Regions from separate parts of the Sus scrofa genome. Here region 1 is linked to region 2. The links are chromatin contacts, called in public HiChIP or PLAC-seq maps. All regions are on one chromosome and are shown on one strand. Each heading gives the region's core, a stretch centred on a gene start, on an enhancer-like site or on the middle of the called end of the contact. The rest is flanking DNA. Distances are from core to core; before and after follow the strand shown.

Region 1 (4,555 bases), core at 1,088-3,587, 210 kb after region 2:
GATGATAATGATATATCAATGATGTGTCAGTATATCAGTGTTAAGTTCTTCATCTTGATGGTTTTATTGTTGTCATGTAGAAGAATACCCTTGTCTGGAGGAAATTACAACAGTTTACACACTAAATTGTTCAGGGCTCACATGACAGCATGTTGGCAATAACTTAGTCTAAAAAGTTTCTGGAAATAACAATTTTTGTACTGTTGGCAACTTTTTTGGTAATCTGAAATAATTTCAAAATAAAAATTACCTTTGTTATGGAAAAAATGAATAAGAAGTACCCCTTGCCTTCAGGGGGGCTACTGTATGGTTGAAAGGCCTGGGCAAGAAAGATGAAGTCAGCAGAGTGGAGAGGGAAGCAGTCTGGTGACATGATTAGCAGTATGAGCTCTGAATCCAAATGGCCCATCTTTAGTAGTAGCTCTGCCATTACCAGCTAGGACACCTTAGGGGATGACATAAAGTTTGGGGGCTTAAGTTTTCTTCTTCATAAAAAGAGGATGATGATAGTATATCCTCATAGGGTAATGTGAAGTTTATAGAGCACATGATAAGTACATAATAAATGGTAGAAATTATGTATTGTTAGTTTTGGTGATTAAGCTCACAGTTATTTGTAGTCAGAAAGCTGCATCCAAATTCTGACTGTGCCACTTTCTGTGTGACCTTGAGGCAGTTACTCATTTTTCTTCTTTCTTTTTTTTTTTGTTTTTGTTTTTTTTTCTGAGGGGGGTTGGCTTAACTATTTTTTTTTTATTTTTGTAAGATTTTTCTAGCATAGTCGATTTACAATGTTCTATCAATTTCTGCTGTACAGCTAAGTGACCCAGTCATACATATACATGTACATTCTTTTTCTCACATTATCTTCTATCATGTTCCATCATAGGTGATTAGATATAGTTCCCTGTGCTATACAGCAGGATATCATTGCTTATCCACAAGTTACTCATTTTTCTAAGGCTTAGGTTCTCCATTTAAAATACAAATAAAAATCATGTTAATAATAGCTAATAACAGAGCAGGTATGAGAATTAAATAAGATAGTGCAAAATGCTTAGCACATTATATGTATTTTATGTGTTAGTTAATGCCACATAAATACAGGATGAAATATAAAATTCTATCAGAAACATGAAAAGCATATGGCAGTTCTGAGGAGAAGTAAGAACCATCCTGTAGAAAGGAGGGGAAAAGTTGTAGAATCCTCTGGAGCAGTTGAGGGATTTTTACTATCCTTTAGCGATCCTTTCATAGCACAAAGGAAATGAATCCAACTAGGAACTATGAGGTTGCAGGTTCGATCCCTGGCCTTGCTCAGTGGGTTAAGGATTTGGCGTTGCTGTGAGCTGTGGTGTAGGTCGCAGACTTGGCTCAGATCTGGCTTTGCTGTGGCTCTGGCGTGGGCCAGCAGCTGTAGCTCCGATTAGACCCCTAGCCTGCGAATCTTCATGTGCCGTGGGTGTGGCCCTGAAGAGTCAAAAGACAAAAAAAAAAAAAAAAAAAAAAAAAAAGATGCTAAGGTTAGAAGTAGGATAGTTGACAAGGAAATGGGTAAAAGAAATATGGTGGTCAAGGGGAAAACAGGAGTCAACAGTGATTTCTCAGCATTAATAGACAACTTGTAGCCAAGAAAGTAGAGCCAGTGTGGGGAAAAGACATTGAACTGAGGTGTTGATGGTACATTAGCAGGCAATGAAACTGGCTCTAGAGAGAAATATTTTCTCTAGAGAAAGGAGACTGGAGCAAACATAGACACTGAGCTGATGACATAAATGTGTGAATGAATGAGATTTCCAAGGAAGATTTCCATAGAAGAAAGGAGTTGGGCAGAACGTGGGAAAGCATCTTCTTGTTGGGAGGACAAGGGGGAGATGGGAGGATGAGCAAGAGAGAGAGAAGCAGTGAGTGAGTCAGGAAGGTGCCAGTTAAGGGAGTAGCTCAGAGAAAGAAGGCAGAAGGTTTAGAAGAATAAAGCCTGGGAAAAAGATGCTGTATTAGTTAGCTGGTCCTTGCTGAGTTGCAGAAAGGGGTTAAGTGGCAAGGAGGGCAAATCTGTATAAAGGGGCAGAACCTAGAGGAAATTTCCTGAGGAAATTCTAATGCCAAGGCAGAAACACCAGTAAGCCAATTAGCCTTCAGTTCCAAGTCCCTTACCTTCTAGACCTTTCCCAAGCCCCAGGATTTACTAGCAGTGCCTTCCCTTGGTTATGTAATCTGTAAAACTCTCACATGTAAGATATTTGACTTAGTCTATTCTGGCTGCTTTAACACAGTTCTATAGACTGGGTGGCTTAAACAACAGAAATGTATTTCTCACAGTTTTGAAACCTGGAAGTCTGATGTCAGCATGACAGCATGGTCAGGTTGCATCTTCTTCCTGGTTTACGGACAGCGTTTTCTCTCCCTGTTGCCTCACAAGGTTGGGGGTTGGAGAAGAGAAGGAGAGAGAGAGACCCTTTCATATAAAAGCATTAGTCTTATCAGGAGGGTTCCCCTCACCACCACCCCCCACCATGACCTGATCTACCCCTAATTACTTCCCAAAGGACCCATCTCCAAATACCATCACACTGGGGATTAGGCTTTCAATGTGTGGGTTTTGGCAGAAAGCAACCATTCAGTAAATAAAACACAATATTTAAGTGCAATCATTTGAGACCACTGCAATCTTTCTATTCAGACCCTCCTTCACTCTCAATTCCCCTGCTGTTGTGAATAGCATTTAAGTATCCACTTAGGGAACTAAAGTTAGGGTTTAAGGGAATATACTGTGTGGTTCACATCAAGTTAACATATAGTTAAGTTACTACTAATAGTCCCAGGAATTCTCCCTCAACCTACTAGGGCCAGCTCATCAGTCAGTGACACCAAGTGTAAATCTGTCTTTTGACGCCTGGCACTGGGGAAAATGTGGAGGAGAAAAGCTTTGAAATATACAGAGCCAGAACCTAGTATGTGAAAATGACCTTTTAATTCTGAGATGTGTAAGATTGGAAAAAGAGGATCTGATTCTTGTCAGGGCCTAGTCAAAATGCAAATTCTCTCCTATCAGATAAAATAACCTAAAATTCATGATCTTGCACTGTGATGAAACATCAGTGGCAAACTGGTTAATGGGTGTCGCCAGCTAAAGGATTTAATATTAGTCACAACACACACACACACACACACACACACACAAAACCTTGAACTGTTCTGAAATTGTTCAGCTCAGATATGAAACTTGATAAGAGATTTTTATAAATTTGAGAAAAAAATTCTTCAGACTTATATGTTACCAATAATGGAGTAGGAAGCTAAAACTTTTCTAACCTGTAAATAATGAACACATTTAAAAAAATTAACTATGCTGAAAGACAGATTGAGCCCTTACCAAATGAAGAAGGAATCAAAGAGAACGTGGTAAAAATAAGGGGGAAAATGTTATGGAGGCCAGATAGTTTTAAAATATTACATTATTTTCATATATTTTTAATGTTTTTTTATGATTTTTAATTTTTCCATTATAGCTGGTTTACAGTGTTCTGTCCATTTTCTACTGTACAGCAAGGTGACCCAGTCACACACACATGTATGTGATCTTTCACATTATCATACTCCATCACAAGTGACCAGACATAGTTCCTAGTACTATACAGCAGGATCCCATTGCTTATCTAGTCCAAAGGCAATAGTTTGCATCTATTAACCCCAAATTCCCAGTCCATCCCGCTAACCCCCTCCTTGGCAACCACAAGTCTGTTCTCCGTGTCCATGAGTTTCTTTTCTGTGGAAAGGTTCATTTGTGCCATATACTAGATTCCAGATATGTGGTATCATATAGTATGTATCTTTCTCTTTCTGACCTACTTAACTTAGTGTGAGAGTCTCTAGTTCCAACCATGTTGCTGCAAATGGCATTATTTTGTTCTTTTTGATGGCTGAGTAGTATTCCACTATTTATATATATATATATATATATATATATATATATATATATATAAAACGCATCTTCTTAATACATTTATTTGTTGATGGACATTTGGGTTTCCATGTCTTGGCTATTGTGAATAGAGCTGCAATGAACATGCGGGTGCATGTGTCTTTTTTAAGGAAAGTTTTGTCCGGACATATGCCCAAGAGTGGGATTGCTGGGTCAAATGGTAGTTCCGTGTATAGTTTTCTAAGGTACCTCCATACTTTTCTCATGCTTGTTTTTTAAAATTTTAATTTATTGCATTTTTTCTCATTCTAAATAAATATTCACTTTTGTACTTAATTTTTTATTCATAATTTTGAATTCTGTATTTTAAGGAACTCTTCTGCCCCAATATTGCATAATCTGTAGGCCCCACAAAACCTGTATCCCCCCTTGTATAACAGCAGTGCTTTCTTTTAGAGGTTTGCTTATGCTTGAACAGAAAAAGCTAGGGTGTCGGCTTTGGGCTAAGGTAGGATATTAAATATTTCATTGTTAGTGATTTTTAGGGTAAGGATGACCTGAGTATTTTGTATGCAGAGGGGAATGAGCTGGCTATGAGGGAAAAATGGAAGCATTGCTATAACAAGGACA
Region 2 (4,538 bases), core at 866-3,365:
CAATAAGTCTGGGCCAACTTGTATCATTAACCAGGAGTGAAAATAATGTTTATACGAGACATTTAGTTTATGAAAACATAAATCTTTTTTATAGCTCTTATTAGCTATTATTGTCCAACAAAACAAATCCATCAATTGGCTTCAGCTAAAGGTGGCTTGTTTACCAACTGCTTCTTTCTTCTCCTGACTTAAGAGACAGATGTAATTTAAAATGGGGATTAGAAATAACTGCCCTGAAATCCATGTAATTCTGGCTTTGCTTCTGGTAAAGGTTATTGTATAATTAGCTGATTCATAATGCACTGCAACTATCATATCAGAAAATAGAACCCTTTGGAAACAAATGACAGATGATGTACAAATAGATAGCCTAGCACTGTAAACATTAGTAGGGGGAATTCATTGAGTGCCTGCTAAAAGCATTTGATTTAATTTTGCCTACCTTTTATCAGATTTTTTTCATGTATAAACCAAAATGACAAACGCTAATTATTTTGAAGGCATGTGGCTTGATAAATCCAAAAATATATGATGTGTTTTATCATTTTTTTAACAGAGGCTTTTTTTTGGGGGGGGATTGATTCGTTGTGTTACAAAAAGCTGTGGCTTTTCACTCATATTTCATCTTCTGGGAGGAACCACAATTAAGGCCTCAAGTATTAAATAGGCTGGCCCAATTATCAAATGATAATAAGCCATTCATGATGTTGGGACATCAATCTAATAACATAAAAACTATTGGTTTTGAACATCTTCCCTTGTTCCAATATAATTGCCATTTCCACTTGTATAAAACTGAGGTTAATTTATGTTGGGTTTATTTCTAGCCAATCCCGATAATGTTCCAAGACTTTTCATATTCTGTATCATTTGATATGTATTGTCATAAAGCTTTTATATTTTTCAAACACTTCAGCAGTTTTATGCATTGAGTTTGTTATTAAATGTCATGTGTCACTTTATGGGATCCTATTTAAAGTCGGTAGCTAGGGAAAGAGATGAGAAACATTTATAATTCTACCCCAACTAAACTCAAGGGCAATACCGGACTTAGTAGAGAGAATTCATAAATTTTTCAGATACTCTTCATAAAAATAAAGCTGAAATACAACAAAAAGAAAACCTAAGATGAAAACAAAATAAATGAAAAAAATTTACTTAGTAATCACTTAGTACCAGATATTGAATTTTATGAATATGAAATTCTATACATGGTGTCATGTTCTGGAACCACCCTTCCTATATTTCACAGTCGTTTAAAGGCTAGCTCAAATGTCCCCATTCTCTACCTCCCAGGCAGAATTAGGGATGTCCATGCCAATATTACAGCATTTTATTCATAATGTTTTTTCTTACATGGTCATTTGGCTAATTCTGTATATGATTGACACATACTTAGACTGGGATTCATAAAGAACAAGAACTTTGCTTTGCCATTCCTTGTTTGTCCAGTGTGTAAGCCCTGGTGCATAGAAGGAGCTCAGTCATCACTTTTGAAATAACAGTTTTTGCAACTTCAGGCCTTATGCAATGATGACACAATTCTTAATAATATGAGAAAGGAAAGGTCTGATTGGATCATTCCCTTTCAATAACTGCCTAAGTGATCAGGGGTAGGATGGCTGGGTAAACGTAGCAGAAATGGAGCTGAGATTTGTTATTCACTCAATGTGTTATAAATAATGAAGACCAAGGCATTTACACAATGTGAATATGTGAAACCTTTTCCAGGTGAGCCTTTCCAGAATCAGAGAAATTTGTGTAAAATTAATTTTTTTTTCTGGAAATCCTTCTGTTTCCGGAATTAAGTTACTTTTTTTTTTTTTTTTTTTTTTGTAGTTGGTGTCTTCCCTGAGAAAAGGCAAGTTGAACTGTCTTTCGAGTTGGGCCTTAGGACAAGCTGTGTAGGCAGTCACTATTGTGGTATACAATCTGAGCAGTATCAAAATACTCTTGTCCCAGAATATTTCCTGGGATCCATCCCTTCCTGGTGACACACTCCTCTTTGAGGCTAGACATGGAAAGGTTTTGAATATTTGTACTGGTCTTTGGAGTACATTCCCTTAGTGCTTGCTTGCTTCACTGTGGTTTCTGGGTGTGGCCCCTTCCAGCAGAAGAACGAATCATTGTTCTGGAAGCACCCAGATGAACTTGGAGCTTCTCTGTTCACCTGACTTTTGACTTCTAGGCAAAAAGCCTCTTGTTTACCTTAGTGAGCGGTACACTCTAGTTCCTCTCAGTGCTTTGTCTTCCTGTTGTCTTCCCTCAGTTTATCTCACTCTTTCAGTTAGTTACTTGCTGGCCTCCTACAGGCATTTGGGTTAGCACTCTCTGCATTGTATCCCTGACTTCTAAATCTGTTCTTTAGGACAGCCATGCTTTCCATATGATGGTTGCTGCCATTCATAAAATAATATTTAGACCCTAACTGGTCATACTGAAAGTGAGATAATCAACTGTTATGCTCATAATTGAGCTTAACAGGAAGAGTATCATTTTTTTATTGTTTTTCTTTTGTTGAAGAAACAGTTAAGATAAAGATGAGGCTACAGTTGGCAACTGTACGTAAATATTATGTGGTTTCCGTACTCTGTTAGGTGAAGCCAAAACCGCAAATAGAAATAAACAAAACAGGTTGTGAGAAGATGGAACTTTATAGGGTTCTTGGTCAGGAAGTCTGGGGAAATCATGTTGGTGGCACCCTGGACCTTCTTTTGGTGGCTGTAATTCCCCCAGCCCTGTTCCTGAGCCAGAGAGCATCTTGAATTGATGCCTGGCAGCTCCTTTTCACCCCCTTTTCCAACAAAGAAGGTAAAGAAGAGGATTGGTGGAGGAGCATATATGCTGGTTTCCTTTTTCTTTTCAAGGTCTCTAAAGAATCCTAAAAGGTGTGAAACCCAAATCACTTTACTCTCCTTTTAAGAATGGCCTACTGTGAGAAAAAAAATTATGGGTCAATATTCCACTGTTTATTTAAGTTAAATAATTACTCTTGAAAGTTCCCATTGTGGCTCAGTGCTAATGGACCAACTAGTATCCATGAGGATGTGGGTTCCATCTCTGGTCTCACTCAGTGCTAATGAACCAACTAGTATCCATGAAGATGTGGATTCCATCCCTAGCCTCGCTGTGAGCTATGTTGTAGGTTACAGATGTGGCCCTGGTCTGGTGTTGCTATGGCTGTGGTGTAGACTTGCAGCTGTAGCTCTGGTTCCACCCCTAGCCTGGGAACTTCTATATGCCATGGGTGTAGCCCTAAAAAAAAAAAAAGCAAAAAAATAAATTTCTCTTGGCATTTAAGGAGAATAATTAAAACAGTTTTAAATGGGCATATGGGTTAAAGAGATGCTTTTGCTATGAAAATGGACAAAATGATTTAATACTTTGAAAAAAATCACATTGTGACCTCATTCTAGTACATACCATCAGTAAATTAAGTTTGAGATGTGTTCTATTTATGACTGATTTGCTTATGAAGGACACAAGAGCTTTGTGTCCTTGAAGGAGATTCAGTTTTTTTGGTTTGTTTCTTTGCAGTTAAACCAGAAGGGTGAGCACAGGGAGTAAAATGACAGTTGTGTGTGGTTAGATCATTTACTTTTCAGTGCCTTGTTCTTGCACATGACATTTATAAATTATATGAAGAAGGCAATATTTAGACAGATCATTGGAAGACAGATCAGCATGTCCATAGGAAAGTTTGCTTCTGGCAACTTTGTAACTTGGCCAAAGAAAAGGTTACTGGATTTTAGGCATTTGGGGGATGAGGAAGTGGCTTCTGTGGTCACCAGCATGGGCACAATTTTGATGGGTAAGGGTAGTGATGTTGTTTGGCTTCCAGAAAGTCTGGAAAGGAAAGGGCAATATATTGGGAGAAAAGAGGATGGAGACAGTCTTTTCTGTTTTTCCTGCTTTCAGTTTGAAAGGAAATTGAGTATCTGCTGGGGAGCCCACATATCTTATTTGGGGGCAGTGATGGTGATAGAAAAGAATGGTTGGCATTAGGAGTGGGGAGCCTTGGGCCGAGAAAGTGCTCCAGACAGTACTAGCAGTGTCTCAGCATTTCCTTTTGGCAAACCCTGGCATTGCCACAAAAACATTATGCCACAAAACCTTGAGAATACTCAGCTATGTCAATATATTTTTTTTATAGTTAGTTTTATAGTTTTTAAAATTAAATTATTTTATTCTTTGAATTATAAATGTGAAAGTACAGAAAAAAGAATAAAGTACAGGGGAAAAAAACCCCCACTTATAATCCCACTTAGACAAGTTAAGCACTGTTAGTGCTTTGGGGTGGATATATGCTTTCCTGCTGCAATATTGCTTATACATGGTGGACATAATTCCTAAGGATCAATGCTCATCTAAGTTAGATTTGAGTGCTTTATAGGTTTTTTTTTTTTTTTTAATTGCTGAAGAATTCAGAGAACTTTATCAGTACTCTTTGACTTAAGGGTAGGGGGACCATTGGCCAGGGCAGAAAGTTGAAATGGATGATCATTGATCTATGAAATGTTACTTTAGTGATAATTTGA

Evidence for each region. HiChIP or PLAC-seq counts read pairs in DNA pulled down with a chosen protein or histone mark.
Region 1: an H3K27ac HiChIP or PLAC-seq map of alveolar macrophages shows a contact between it and region 2. The contact joins two enhancer-like sites. A contact is called at or near these places in 1 of 47 Hi-C or Micro-C datasets (embryonic fibroblasts) and 1 of 2 datasets of contacts at active chromatin or transcription factors (alveolar macrophages).

The regions. Positions count from the first base shown.
Region 1 is chr13:115,970,249-115,974,803 of Sscrofa11.1, forward strand. All of the region lies in intron 2 of LOC106505748 (a long non-coding RNA gene), which reads left to right. Among named protein-coding and RNA genes, the nearest start is that of TBL1XR1, 480 kb to the left of the region's middle. Within about 2 kb of position 2,338, at least 1 of the 83 cell types and tissues checked has an H3K27ac peak or open chromatin away from gene starts, as enhancers often do. A contact at or near this core is called in alveolar macrophages, where this site is marked.
Region 2 is chr13:115,764,781-115,769,318 of Sscrofa11.1, forward strand. The region is part of intron 1 of LOC106505748 (a long non-coding RNA gene); the gene reads left to right. Among named protein-coding and RNA genes, the nearest start is that of TBL1XR1, 280 kb to the left of the region's middle. Within about 2 kb of position 2,116, at least 13 of the 83 cell types and tissues checked have an H3K27ac peak or open chromatin away from gene starts, as enhancers often do. A contact at or near this core is called in alveolar macrophages, where this site is marked.